Linked DNA regions of Cyprinus carpio: region 1 is linked to region 2. Evidence: chromatin contacts called from public Hi-C data. All regions are on one chromosome and are shown on one strand. The core of a region is the stretch at or near the end of the contact, and the rest is flanking DNA. Distances in the headings are between cores, read along the strand shown.

What was found. Hi-C and Micro-C count contacts between places; a contact is called where the count stands out from the background.
Region 1: a contact with region 2 is called in a Hi-C map of liver, with 7 times the contacts expected there. The contact joins the enhancer-like site here to the promoter of prmt9 in region 2. A contact is called at or near these places in 2 of 8 Hi-C or Micro-C datasets (liver and skeletal muscle).

What each region holds. Positions count from the first base shown.
Region 1 is chrB1:9,631,245-9,638,102 of ASM1834038v1, forward strand. It overlaps arhgap10 (rho GTPase-activating protein 10), which reads left to right. Exons shown (of 23, transcript XM_042716520.1): 4 at 4,556-4,627; 5 at 4,779-4,880; 6 at 6,311-6,421. Among protein-coding and RNA genes, the nearest start is that of arhgap10, 39 kb to the left of the region's middle. Within about 2 kb of position 3,132, at least 2 of the 8 cell types and tissues checked have an H3K27ac peak or open chromatin away from gene starts, as enhancers often do. A contact at or near this core is called in liver and skeletal muscle, where this site is marked.
Region 2 is chrB1:9,594,514-9,602,096 of ASM1834038v1, forward strand. prmt9 (protein arginine N-methyltransferase 9) reads right to left here and starts at 1,455. Exons shown (of 13, transcript XM_042716518.1): 1 at 1,263-1,455. arhgap10 (rho GTPase-activating protein 10) reads left to right here and starts at 1,532. Exons shown (of 23, transcript XM_042716520.1): 1 at 1,532-2,259. The coding sequence starts at 2,106.

The DNA of each region.
Region 1 (6,858 bases), core at 1,882-4,381, 38 kb after region 2:
GTCCACAGTGACTTCCATAGTATTTTTTTACTACTATTAAAGTCAGTGTGGACCAGCAACTGTTTGGTTACCCACATTCTTCAAAATCTTATTTTGTGTTCAGCACAAGAAAGAAATTTATACAGGTTTTGAGTGAACATATGAGTGAGTAAATAATGACAGAAATTAAATTTAGGGTGAACTATCCTTTTAATGACAGTGGGCTGCATGTTTAGTACTGTCCCTTTAAGACCTGCACGCATCTAATATAGGCTACAGGCATGTATCCATTTTTCTCTCAACTGTTTCATTTTACACATAGCCAGTCTACTGTCATGGCCAAAAGTGACATAAATCTTGTTTTGCAAAGTTTGCTGCTTAAGCTGTTGTGGTGTTCATTCACATTGTTTCTAGATTATTCTAAATAAATGCTTAAAGCTTAATTGGCCAAACATGAACTTTTCACCAAAAAAATAAATAAATAAATAAAATAAAATTGATGCTGACACAATATGACCAGCTAACATTAATTGACTAATCATAGCAGCACATACAGTATGATAATGTGAATGAGTACTAGTCAGATAAAATCACTATCAAACTAGTTAGATTGTAAGAGCAGACTGATTGCTATAAAAGGAGGGAAGAAGTTCTTCCAGTCATTGTGTTCTTGTTGGCAATGGTAACCTCCAAAGAAACATGTGCAGCCATCATCACTTTGCATCAAAATGGCCTCACATGCAAGGAAATTGCTACAAAGAATATTGCACCTGAAAGAACCATTTACTGGATCATCAAAAACTTCAAGGAGAGAGGTTTGACTGCAGTGAAGAAGTCTTCAGGACGTCCCAGAGTGTCCAGCAGGACCGCCTCCTCCTGAGGATTCAGCTACGGAATCAAGTCCGCACCAGTGCAGAGCTTACTCAGGAATGGCAGCAGGTTGGTGTGAGAACATCTCCAAGAAAAAGTCAAGGACAGACTGAAATTCAGCAGGAAGTACAAGGATTAGACAGCAGAAGACTGGTGCAGAGTTTTTCTCTGATGAAGCTCCCTTCTTACTTCTTGGGACATCTGGAAAATTGATTGTTTGGAGAAGAAAAGGTGAACGTTACCATGAGTCCTGTGTTGTGCCAACAGTTGAAACATCCTGAGACCATTCATGTGTGGGGTTGCTTTTCAACCAAGGGAGTGGGCTCTCTCATAATTCTGCCCAAAAACACTTCCATGAATAAAGAATGGTGTCAAAACGTCCTGTTAGAGCGACTTCTTCTAGTGATCCATGAGCAATGTGGTGATGATCCGTGCATTTTCCAGCATGATGGAGCACCATGTCACAAAGCAGGAGTGATAAAGAAGTGACTCAAAGATTATTACATTGAAAATTTGGATCTGTGGCAATTATATATATAATTTTATATTTATTTTTTGCCAATAAAAGCCTTTAAAACTTCTGATATGCTTTTCTTTTTTTTCAGTATACCATAGAAACATAGAAAAATAATCTACGAATACTGAAGTAGCAAACTTTGCAAAACACAAAATTTATGTCACTGCCAAAACTTTTGGCCATGACAGTATATGTAAACCTTGTGTGTTTTGACAGTATTAGCACAAAGATAACTTAGTTCAGTAATCAGGCGCTGTTTGACAGGCTTTTTAGTGCAAACAAAAAACTGAACATTTAACCGGCAAGGCAAATAAAGTACTTTTGTGATTGCGAATAAGTGCAGTTTCCTGTGAGAGTAACTCTACCGCTAAGTTAACACTGATGTGAATGTATGTGGCGCTGTACACAAAGTCCCTTAGTCTTGGTTGTACAGCATATTGAGATGGAGGCGCCAGAACGGCAAGGGATAGAATGTGCGCTGTAGCATGATACTACAATATTTCTTCAAAAGCAGATCCTGGAGAAATTTTTATCATCCACGATCAAAAATCCTCATATCGCACACCCCATTTCAAACTCTCTGGTTGAACATCCAATAGCACCTGATTTAAGTCCTTTATATTTCAAAGACTAATAGCCATTTTATCTGTAGTTCATTTGCAAATTGCTTTTACAGTGTAAAATGTGTAAAAAAAAAATAAAAAAAAATTGATTCCTTAAAAAAGCCATTAAAAATAATTTTTACCTATTACTGTATATTCTCATGATTTTAGAATTCTTAATGTTTGAGAGGACTTTTTAGTCTAATGCATGGTTAGCCATCTAGGTAGAAAGGGCTCATGTTGCATGTAGGTCATGTTAGTATTTATTTAGTGTGTAACATTAGAGAGCCAAAGGGCCTGCCCATGTCTCAAAGTGCAACAGCTGACAGTTGTTTTGAGCTCAGATTTGAAGGCATGCGTGGAAGAGGTGGAGCCTACAGGCCCTGACAGGGTCAGAAAGACAGGGTAATCATAGAGCAGTGGTGCTCATTCTGAGTACTAACACTCATGCAATGGCTTTCTTTTGTTATTTCATTACCTCATTTATAAAGATATGTTTTTATGTAATAATAAACATTGTGAAAGCCTTCTTGTTAAAATATGGCCTTTAGAAAAGTATTACTTTCTTTCAAATTCTCAAAGAATGTTGTTTATTGCTGTAGATTTGGAAACATGTTCCTGAACTTCAAGAGGCTTGTTCATTTACTTCAAAAGTAAAAACATGTGCAAAGCTGCATTCATACTATTGTACAAAACCCCTGCAAGAATTTCAATGCATTTGCATTCGCTCACAAAATTTTTGCATTTCCCTGAAAAACTTTGCATTCACTCACACAACTTTTGCAATTTCTCACAAATGTTTTGTGTTAACCCAAGAAAACTGGTGTGGGCAAACACAAAACTGGTGATGGAAATAATATTTGATAAATGATTTGTGTGTGTTTGGGTCAAGGGCAGTGGTTTTAGCAGTTGGCTGTTTTGAGTCAGACTGGTGTATAATAAATGATTTTGTAAGTTTCTCTGGGTATACAAAACTTTTTGTGGTTACACTTTATTTTTATAGTCCACTTTAGACATTCTACTAACTATAAGTAACTTTGCAACTACATGTCAACTAATTATCATAAATTCACAACAACATGGTTTTGCTAGTTTCAGCCGGACGCAGTTCTAATTTTCCCGTCCTGTGCCACATGGTTTAAATAGCAAAAGCATTTGCACCCATTTGTGTGCTCAGGGGCGTGCTGGTCTAAAAAAAACGCGGTGTGTTCAGGCACATTGTTGGTGCTTTGCTATTTTGAGGAACTGAACATAGACTGTGCCATAAACCAACTCAAACCTGGTCTAATGTCTGGCACAATGTTTTTTATTTGTTATTTAAAGAGCGCATTAATATAGGCGGGTCCACAACATGTGTACACACTGCTTATTACACACACAAGGATGCACAGCAGCACACAAACATGCTAAATATTAAAAATTAAAGGATTGCAATGTTTATTTTACTGTGTTTATAATACTGTGTTATTATTGTGTAGGCCAGTGGTTCCCAATCCTGGTCCTGGAGAATCCCCAACACTGCACATTTTAGATGTCTCCCTGTTCAAATACACCTGATTCAACTCATCAGCTCATTAGTGAAGACTCCAAGACCTCAAATGTGTGTGTCAGATAAGAGAGACACCAAAAAAATACAGTGTTGGGGGTTCTCCAGGACCAGGATTGGGAACCACTGGTGTAGGCTATATAAATATAAAAATGCATGGATGTCATAATGGATAGCCATTCCATGTATCAGAATAAGGCTACCTATTTGCTCATGCACGAGCAGCTCTGTTTCCTTTTGTGGAGACGCATTCAGTCTTTGTGCTTGCAAATTCCGCCATGTAAATAGCAAATCCGTCATGGCACAAGCGCAACTGGCTCTTAAAGGGAATGGGAGATGAGACTCTTATTGGTTTATTGCACGTTACGCCCAAAAAACACCCATTACTCATTAAGAGAATAGGGACAACCCGTCTTAGACCATGTGCCCGTTTTCCCGTCGTTAAACTAGCAGAAGTGGATTCGGACCCGCCCTGAGTGCACCTGCGCCATGTGCTTTAGACCATGCGCTTAGATTGTTAAAATAGGGCCCTCAGAGTAGACTTAGTTTAGGGTTAATCAAATAAGTTGACATATACTTACAAAAATTCTTATAGTCAGTATGTTGTATGTTGTTGGCCCATCAAAGTTAAACAGACAGTCTACTAATATTCTAATGACTGCTTGTTGACATGTAGTTGCAAAGTTACTTACTGTTAGTAGAATGTCTAAAGTGGACTATCAAAATAAAGTGACACTTTTTTGTAGTAAGTGCAAAATATTTGCAAGAATTGAGTGCAAAAGCATTAAAATATGTTTTCCTGCATTTCTGTGTTGGGCTATTCATTTCTAGGGAATACTTGATTCAAAATGTCAGATGGCTAAATGAACCGTTTTGCCTCAGGTGATGAAATGGTGACACCTTTATTGGCATTTACAGTTAAAACCCAGAATGTGTTTCTGCAAGTTTTGATTAAAGGAACGCATCCTGTTACTGGTAATGTTTGATAAATATACATTAAATGATCAAATGTCCTATATCCAATGAATTTTCTTTTCACAGATGAGAAACATCACAGAGACGCTGATGAAGCCTTTAGAAAAGTTTCGGAAAGACCAGCTCGGCTCAGCAAAGGTGAAAGCATAGCTCTAACCGTCAACTCATTTAGGTTGTTTGCATTTAACAGATGGAAAACTGTACATTTATTGAAACCAAACTTGCTTCTCGTTCCATGTATTAAAAATAGTATGTTCCTCCATTTTATATGTTCTCATGCTATCTTCAGGCAGAGAGAAAGAGGTACGAGAAGGAAACAGAGAAGTACTACAGCTCACTGGAGAAACTTTTGAACATGTCAGCAAAGAAGAAAGAGCCACAATTACAGGAGGTACTTCACATTTCATTCTTCCCACACACAAGATGGATGTGTAATGCAAACTATTTTCAGAAATGGTAATTTCCTTCTGTATCTCAGAAAAAAGAAAAGAAAAAAAATGATACGTTAAGGTCAATGGCTTGCTGTATTTTTTACAATACTGTTTATTGCGCTTAGTGTAGGAACTTTTGCTTTTGGTGCAGTGCTTTTTTTTTGCTTTCGATAATTAAAGTTTGTTGTTATTTCTACCATATGTATAAAGCCCAAATCCCCTCTAAGCCTGGGAAAGTGAAAGAGTGCAGTGTATTATCCTGCACAAATCCAGTGATGTAGGGGGAACATAACCTTTTATGGCATGCCCGTCATGCCTATATGTTGTATACAATGAGCATAAAAAGAACTAGAGTCTGTTGATATTTTTATGGTGGGCCATTATGTTACTGTGGACCATATGACGTGTGTGTTTCAGTCAAGGGCAGTGGTTTTAGCATTGTGCTATTTTAAGTCAGACTGTTGTGCATGATTCCTAGAAATGTTGAAGAACACCAAGGACTACTCAGTTATTCGCTAATTCATAAGACACTTGAGCTATCATGGGCCATGTTCACATGTCACTAGCCAGATACGTTTAGGGATGAGTGTTTTGTTTTGTTTATGCTTTCTCTCTCCACAATAGTCTCTCTCACCTGTCCTACATACACAATCCAGAAAAGGCACACTGTTTAATGCATTAGCTTGATGATAATAAACAAAACAGTGAATCTGGCAGTTTATAAAATAAATAAAAAATCTGATGATTATATCTCCAAGTAATGATATATTAGGAACTAGCTAATGTTACAAACACCATTTAGGTTACACAGTTGGCATCCATTTCTCTTGTTTACAAGAAACTGTGTTTATCAGGATGTCAGCTGCATAAATTTGAGTTATTCCTGTCTTCCATACGTACCAGAATGCTTAATTAAACACACACAGAACAACAGCTTTAGGAATTCATTCTCGCATTGAAATGTTTCATTTAAATTCAAGTCTTTTTTTTGTAAAGCTGTGAGATTTTGTGATGAGGATCGTCAAGGAATGTTGCTAAAAGATGTCAGGGTGATGCACTGTATTTAACTGTATTTGCACACCTAATAACTATATTACAGTAGTTAGTGTTAAGTACTGTTTACATTAGGTCAAACCTCTACACAATTACATAATCCCAGTTGTTTTTTTGGTTTTCAAATATTCCATTTTCAGAATAAGGCCCTCTATGTTGTAAATTCAGGCAACACATGGTCAGGTAAATGCAGGAAAAATACAGACAGCTTTTTGAAAAACCCATTTCACAACCCAGTCACTTTGAATTTTTATGTGATGATTTCTCTCCCTGTTTTTTTTTAGACCTTTTCATCTCAAGTGTTACAGTACTTTTTTTCATGCTGTCTATCTCTCAGGCAGACATGGCGGTAGAAGTGATGAGGCAGCACTTTCAGGTGTCATCTCTGGAGTATGTTTGCAAGCTGCAGGAGATCCAGGAGAGGAAGAAGTTTGAGTGTGTCGAGCCTGTGAGTGCATGACCTTTTGTCCAGATTGTCATTCAACTTGATTCAGTTCAACATAGTTTGCTGTCTTGTTTGCCATCGACAGCATCTGATATGCTGTGACTTATTGCAAAAAGAGAAATGAAACACATTTACTGAAATGCACTCTCAATGCAGCTTCACCAGAATAAATGTTACAAGTATACATTTCTGTGTATATATATATACACCATTTCATAAGTATTCAAGTTGTTGTGTGTAATTTCTGCACCACTAGCAGCATCAAACAGAATAGCAAAAATAAGGGCTATATTTAGAATGAAATAATACTATCTCTTTGTCATGTCGTAGGCAAATATAATGTAAAAAAAAATAAGAATTCCTTTACTTATAAAATGATAACTGGACACTATGTACATGCAGATAAGTTAAATCAAAATAATATTGTCAGCCGTAACCAT
Region 2 (7,583 bases), core at 205-2,704:
TGATGGTACTTAAAAAGATTGAGCGCAACACCACCTTGTGGCCAAAGGTTATAAAGAAATTTACAAAAATGCTAATAACGTTTAAATAAATTGGACTATTGAAATGAATTATTCAAATATTCTTTGGGTCATGCTGAGAACATCAATACCAATAACGCCAAAATTGGCCAAACTTGCTGTCCGCCATTTTGATTAATGTTGAAAACCTACTTTTTCTAACTCCTCCTAAACCGTTATTCCAATTTTCACCAAATTTGACTCAGACCATCTTCAGACCAAGCTGGCAAAAAGTTATGGATTTTGTATCGATATACAATTTTTTTTTTGTTTAGCACATTAACGAATTTGCTGGAAAGATGCCAAAATGCATCTGAGGCTGTATATCTGCAAAGCTTATATTTACACCAAACTTTGTAGGTGCCATTGTCACATCACACTGACCACGCCAGACCAATTTGGTGTAACCTATTGGTCAAGAGTAATAAACCATTGATTTATTATTAAGCAAATCCGAACTGCCTGTCAGCCATTTCACCAAAATCAAGTCAAATCATCTTCAGACTGTGCTGACAAAATGTAATTCATTTCAATAGACGAAACAAAACCCATATTGTACAGCGCTGCTACAAACTTTAGGCATGGTGCCAAAATGACTCTAAGACTATATCTCTTCAAAGCTTTGACATAATGACAACAAACTTTGTTTGTGCCATTTTCACCTCACACAGAACACACCAAAAGGATTTGATTACAGCGCCACCTGTTGGTCAAAAGTGATAAGCCATTTAATCATATTACTAGTGGTTGTATTCATGATTTTTCAGCCATTTCAATTACAATCATCCTAAAATTGCTTTTAGTACTCATTGTTGCATTTGGTCTGATGCTCCATGTCATGCTTAGCTCCTCAATTTGCCGCTGGAGTGCTTGGCCAACTGCTTCTTCCAACTATATTTACTCATGTAATGTTAATCAAGAATAAAATGACTAATTATAAAGCATTAATAAGTCATATTTAATCCACCAAAGCTGTTAGGTAAAAATTACGTGCAGTACATAGCAAACGTTATGTGGTAATAAGACAAATAACGTGTTAATTCATTTTCATATATTATAATAACATCTGAACATTACATAGTTTTCCTCAACAGAAATAAAGAAATCTGAGTAATTAAAAGCTGTTATTCAATATGCATAATTTATTATTTAATTTAACAATTTCAGTATTCTTTGGTTTTTGGATTTATGGTTCTTTAAGTTACCTGTCTCAGGTTTGCTAGTTGAGATCGCTGAACTGTATTTTCACCAATTTCCCTGAAGACTCCAGCCTACTGCTGTCATTAAACCACAAACTGCGATGTATTTTTTTTAATATATATATACAGTTTTATCTCTATATTTATGAGCTACTTCAGCCAGAGCAGCTCCGCTCCTGTACTGCAGGTCCGCTCTGCAGAATCAGGCGGACGGAAACAACATCCGCTCTTTTAGAGTTCCACATCCGATTTAAACACACTACTACTGACAACCCATTAGTATTATCGCATTTACAGAGTTTATCGAGACACAAAAAATTGAGACGTATGCCGAATGATCCATTCAGATGGAAAAGACGTACATTTCCTTAACAACACTGCCCGCGGCCCGTTATTCACTCAAATATCCCGGTTTTCCAGCGAGTCAGGCGTGATGACGTGAGAGTCCTGCACGCGGGAGGAGACTCGCTCGAGTCGACTGTCAGTCATTCGCGGACCAAAACCCTGACTGGACATTATTACCTTTATTTCAATAGATATCCGTGTAGCGTAGAGCTGTTTTATCATATCTTGCGAGAGTTTAAACCTGGAACATATTTAATATAACGTTACCCAGGGACAAGTTTACTTGTGCGACTTGGAAAGTGTTTTATTCCCGAGAGCACTCCCGACGCGTTTGGTCTTCCCAAAATATTCGAGGACGCGTTTATAAAGGCTTTATAGGGCAGCTTCCCGTTCCCTTTTTAATATCATTTCGTTATTCGACCGGTTTTTATTCATTCGCAGGTCGCTTTCTCACGGGATTTAAACGATTTAAACTGTAAACGAAGTCAGCTGAGTCTAGTAAAAATGGGGTTACACCCGTTGGAGTTCAGTGAGTGTTACCTGGACAGTCCTGCCTTCAGGGAGAAAATCAAAGCTCATGAAGCAGAGCTGGACAAAACCGGCAGGTTCATCAAAGAGCTGTATAAAGATGGAAAGAATCTCATCAATGCCACAAAACGTAAGTTCCATGACATTTTATCACTGCTTTTAAACTCGATGTGTAAATAATTGTGCTTGCAATCAAAATAAAGCTTGCCATTCAGTCAACATGTGATCCAAACTATGCAAGTGTCAGATAATATCAACACCTCATATCAGTCAAACAGGTCTTGTAATTTCGTCAAGGTCACTAACGTTATGTCATTCCTATTTACACCTTTACTCGAGACCTTGCTGGAGTAGTTTTGCGGGTCTCTAGAGTAACATGCTTCATTTAGTGGAGCGCAGAGAAATTGAGCTTGCGTGGCATAACTTTTGCTGACCTCATCCAGTTTTGGGGTTATGATTTACTGTACATGATCTGTGTGCAAATCATCGGGTGTCCTACAAGTCTGCTTTTTGGTGTGTACACATTAGGGACTTTTGCAGCACCTATGCAAGTTATTTTGGAAGGCCACAATTTTCTCAGTTCAGACACTTGCAGTTATGCATCTTAACTTGTGGCTTGTCACCTCTGTTATGTGACCCACCCTTTCACCTCCACGAGTAAAGTTTTATTGTAAACATTTCATGTCCTTTCCCATAATGCATTTATTATATGCTGCTTTTTTCCTAGCATTTAGGACAGGGCAGAACAAATTGGCTAAAAATAAAGCTTGCGTATTACGCCTTGGATGTTCAGACCTTTTTTGGATATGTTTGAATTATTGGGATTTGCAGTGTCTGGGTAGAGTTATCTTTAATAGGAGTGTTTGTTCTGATAGCAGGACATTTTTGTGCAAATAAAAGTGAAGGACCAAAAGTTTTAAGAGTTCTGGAGAGTTTTATACTGTTTTTTTTTTTTTTTTTCTAAATGTATTTTTTAGATTTTGTGCTTGGTTCCTCTTTCTTTTTTCAGTATTGTGTGTGTGTGTGTGTGATGCACTAATAGTGTCATAACTTCTAGATAATGCTAAATATGGCTAAATTAATGTGCAGGACAGCAGGCTCGTGGTACAGCCCACATAATAATCATGGATTGGTCAGAGTAGTTTTACTTGGCTTAAAACATAGGAAACATAAAGCAATAATAAATAATAACATACATAACTAATGAACTGACCATTGGCGGGCCCTTAGATTGATTTAGGTAATATCTATTTTTTTTTATTTTTTATATTTTTTTATACACAATGTTTTTTTTTTTTTTTTTTTACATTTTTTAGTACAGTGCTTAAAGTATTGATAATTGTACCTAGTTTTCAATTCAGTAAGTCTGTTCAATCAGTTTGGAATGCACACTTTATACTACAGACAGATAAATGACTTCCTCTTGGCATTTTGCAATATTTATGTCCATTGTATTTTCTGAAGGTAATGCTGCATTAATAATAATAATTAATATTATTATTAATAATAATTAATATTATTCATATCATCATCATCATCATTATTATTTTGATATGTGATTTGTCAAAATTGTCTGCTTATTTTTTTCAATCCAATTTTTAAAGAAATGTATTCTTTGTGATATCTTAATGTACTTTGAAATGAAAGCATAAAAATAAACAATTAAAAAAGAAATCATGGAATTGTTGTTTAATTATATAATAAAATAATATAAATAAAATAATAATAAAAAAATATGAGTTGTCAAAGTAGCCACCTTTCGAAGATATAACAGGTAAACAAACCTGTTGGATTCTTTCTACAATGGAAATTAAATATTTGGAGTTTGAATGGAGGTGTATATGTCTGATCCATATGTCAGTACTGTAGCGACCAGTAATCTGTAAGAACAAATAGAAGCCAGTTTAAGCATTGAAGATCTCTGTTCATGATTTCATTTTTAAAATCTGAGCTGCACCGTTGGGATCACTAGTAAGTGGAAACATTTGAAGCTTTAGACCATATCCCAAATAACTCCATATCCTCTTCAGAGTTCACACTTTAGTTACGTATACTGCCGTTCAAAAGTTTGGGATCAGTAAGACTTGTAATGTTTTTTAAAGAAGTCTTTTATACTCATCAAGGCTGCATTTATTTAATCAAAAATACAGAAAAAAACATGTTATTACAGTATAAAATAATGGTTTCTGTTTTAATATCCTTTAAAATATAATTTATTTCTGTGATGCAAAGCTGAATTTCCAGCAGCCATTACTCCAGTCTTAAAGGGGTCCTATTATGGTCTTTTACAAAGTCTTGATTTTGTTTTGGGGGTGTACTAGAACATGCTCCCATGCTTGGTGGTTCGAAAAACGCATTGTTTTTCAAATAATTTACATTATTACAATACCTTTCTCCCCAGCCTGGCACAAACGGGTTGGTTGGTTAGTTCCGGGTTTGATGAAGGCCCGCCTTCCGAAAAATGGAATGCGATGTGATTGGTTAGCTGTCCCAGTGTGTTGTGATTGGTGAACAGCTTAGTCAGCGTTTCAATACTGCCCCACCCCTTGCCAAAGCAGCAAGTTCCATCTGCTCCGGTATGGTTAAGGATGGCATCAATATTGCCATATCAATTTGAGCTGGATTCAGACCCTGAGAATATTGAGCAAGATGATCGTGCAGAACCTTTGCACGCACGGATAAGAGTGGTTACATATTTCATATTAGAGTGGTGACATTATTGTTTTTGTTGTTGTTGTTTGTTTTTTGGGCTAAATCACGTTTTAGATAGGATGTAAACAACCGCTTAAAATAACTGCATTTACTATGTACCGATAAGTGCATTTGTATTATGTTTATTGTTTTTTAATTCTAACATTATAACATCAACTACACCTAAACTATTGCAGGGATCTCCTACACTACTCCTACTCCAGTGTAGATTCCAAATCTCAAGTACTTGTAATTAGAGCATATATACAGAGCTGGGTAGTAATGGATTACATGTAATCTGGATTACGTAATCAGATTCCAAATCTCAAATACTTGTAATTAGAGTAAACTACTTTTTAAAATACTCGTAATCAGATTACAGTTACTTTTTTATGGATTACATGATTACATATTATTTACACAATGGTAATAAGTGGTTAAAAATTTATTTATTCTCCTAAATTTCCTTTTTTAACGTTTATATTTTTTCCTAATAAACCTGCCGCTTATATACGTTCGTGATTCTTCCAAGTTTTTCCAGCGGAGAGGGGGAGGGGTGTCAGAATCGCGCTCAGAAGAAATCAGCAACAAGATAATGGAAAAAAGCGGGTAAAGCAGCCTTTAATCACTGGATATAAATACATCATTTAATTTTTAAAGAAAGTCACGGGAAAATGTCACTGTTCAGTGTAAAATCTGCCTACCGCAGATTAATTTGCTGTCCACGGAAATCTTTGACCTAGCAAAGTTATTGCTGGGAATGTCATGTTCTTTGATATATTTTTTGTAATGTTGATTTTTCTTCATTGTTACTACCTTATGCACTTCGAGGCCCCGTCCACACGGAGACGCATTTCGCTGTATATGCATACATTTTGTATCGTATAGGTGTTTCGTCCACACGGATCTGGCATTTTGGGAGAGTGAAACCGATATTTTTTGAAACCGGGTCCCAGAGTGGATAAATTTGAAAACGCCGCCTTTGCATTTTCGTCTGGACAACAAATCCGTATATTTTCTGAAATGATGACGTCAACAGCCCACGTCTGGTCCCTAGTCAAACAATGCTACGTCACGTAACAGCAAAAACATGAACAAACACTGAACGATTGTCTTTTTATTAACTAACATTAACACAAATTAATAAATGTATTGTTCCATGTTCGTTTGTATACCGAGCGCAAGGTTTATGTGCATAGTCCATGTCTTCTCCGTTCTTAGTGTGTCTCTGTGGCAGAATTTCAGCGCCACATGCTGGTCTGGCATGTGTACTACATCGTTTTGTGTCTTTTCCTCATTAGTACTATGCACTTAAAATGTTTTGAGATGGATAGAAATCTCATTGCTGTGTGAATTTAGTCTTTTTCAGAATTTATGTTTGCAATGTAGCTATTGTTTGATGTTTTTCATTGATACAGTCATATACACTTCTAGTGTTTTTTTTTTTTTTTTTTTTAATTTAATATTTGACCTAGCAATTATATTGCTGTGAATTTCATGTTTTTCAATGTTGGTTTTTGTAATGTAGCTGTTTTCTAAATTTACTTAATTATAAGTAAATATGCTTTAAAATCATAAGATGTGATTTTGTTTTATTCAGTGTTACTAGCAAACACTTACAGCAAGGTACATTAGTGTTAGTATTTTTTTAAGTATTAACTTTCCATACTTTGCACTTGAAAAAGAAGCAATTGTGGCTCTTGTTGGTGAATTAAATATATTTTTTGGAATATTTATATATATTATATATATATATCTATATATATATATATATATATATATATATATATATATATATATATCTTTTATCTGTCAAAATAGCACAAGATTAGGCTAATTCATTATATGTGATATCAAATAAGGGTTAGCACAAATGTAATCTAAATGTAATCCAAAAGTAATCAGATTACGTTACCAAAAATGTGTAATCTAAGAGATTATATTACTGACTACAAATTTTGTCATGTAATCTGTAATCAGTAACTGATTACAATTCATAAGTAATCTACCCAGCTCTGATATATATAGCCAATTCATTCTCTGCCACTGTTGAAGTGGTAGAGATCGAGGTTTCCCAAATAACTGCTGTACACAAAGCAGCGCTCCACTCACAAATGCTGCTTTATCAGACATTACGTGCAAGATGAAATGAAAATCAAATTTCCAAATACATTAAGACACCATCATAAATACAGAGATATAAAAAATACAAAAATACCCACACTCAATGTATGGGAAACACTGTAGTCTCATAATTGAAGTGTAAATTCTGCAGATTACATCATTGTCCAGTACTGTACTGTCAGCGATTTATCTTAAAAATGTTTTCATAATTGTAACATACATATTTACATACATAACTATTCAGGTGCATGTGTAATAACTTGTGAAAACTTGACGCTACAGCAGCACTTCTTCTTCGTCGTCGTCTTGTCTGATGCACTCAACCAGCTCAGAGTCTCAGCGTCAGGCGTCATGCCCATGGACTGTTGGCTGAACGTCTGATGCATATGACACACAAAAGTGGAAACACTTCAGGTGTTTCAGAGTCGTCATCAGATTGGTTGAATTATACAGGATTTCCGGGAGATGTGTGTGTCGCAGTCTTTAATGTTCTGCCTGGAAACAAAGATACCGTGATGCCAAACCCCCTCACGAAGGAAGAAAGCTGTCATGTTTACAACTATGATGACGAGCGCTTATCAGTATCAACTGATATGTTGACGAAAGTATGTGAAATATTTAAAGTTTGCAGTATGGAAT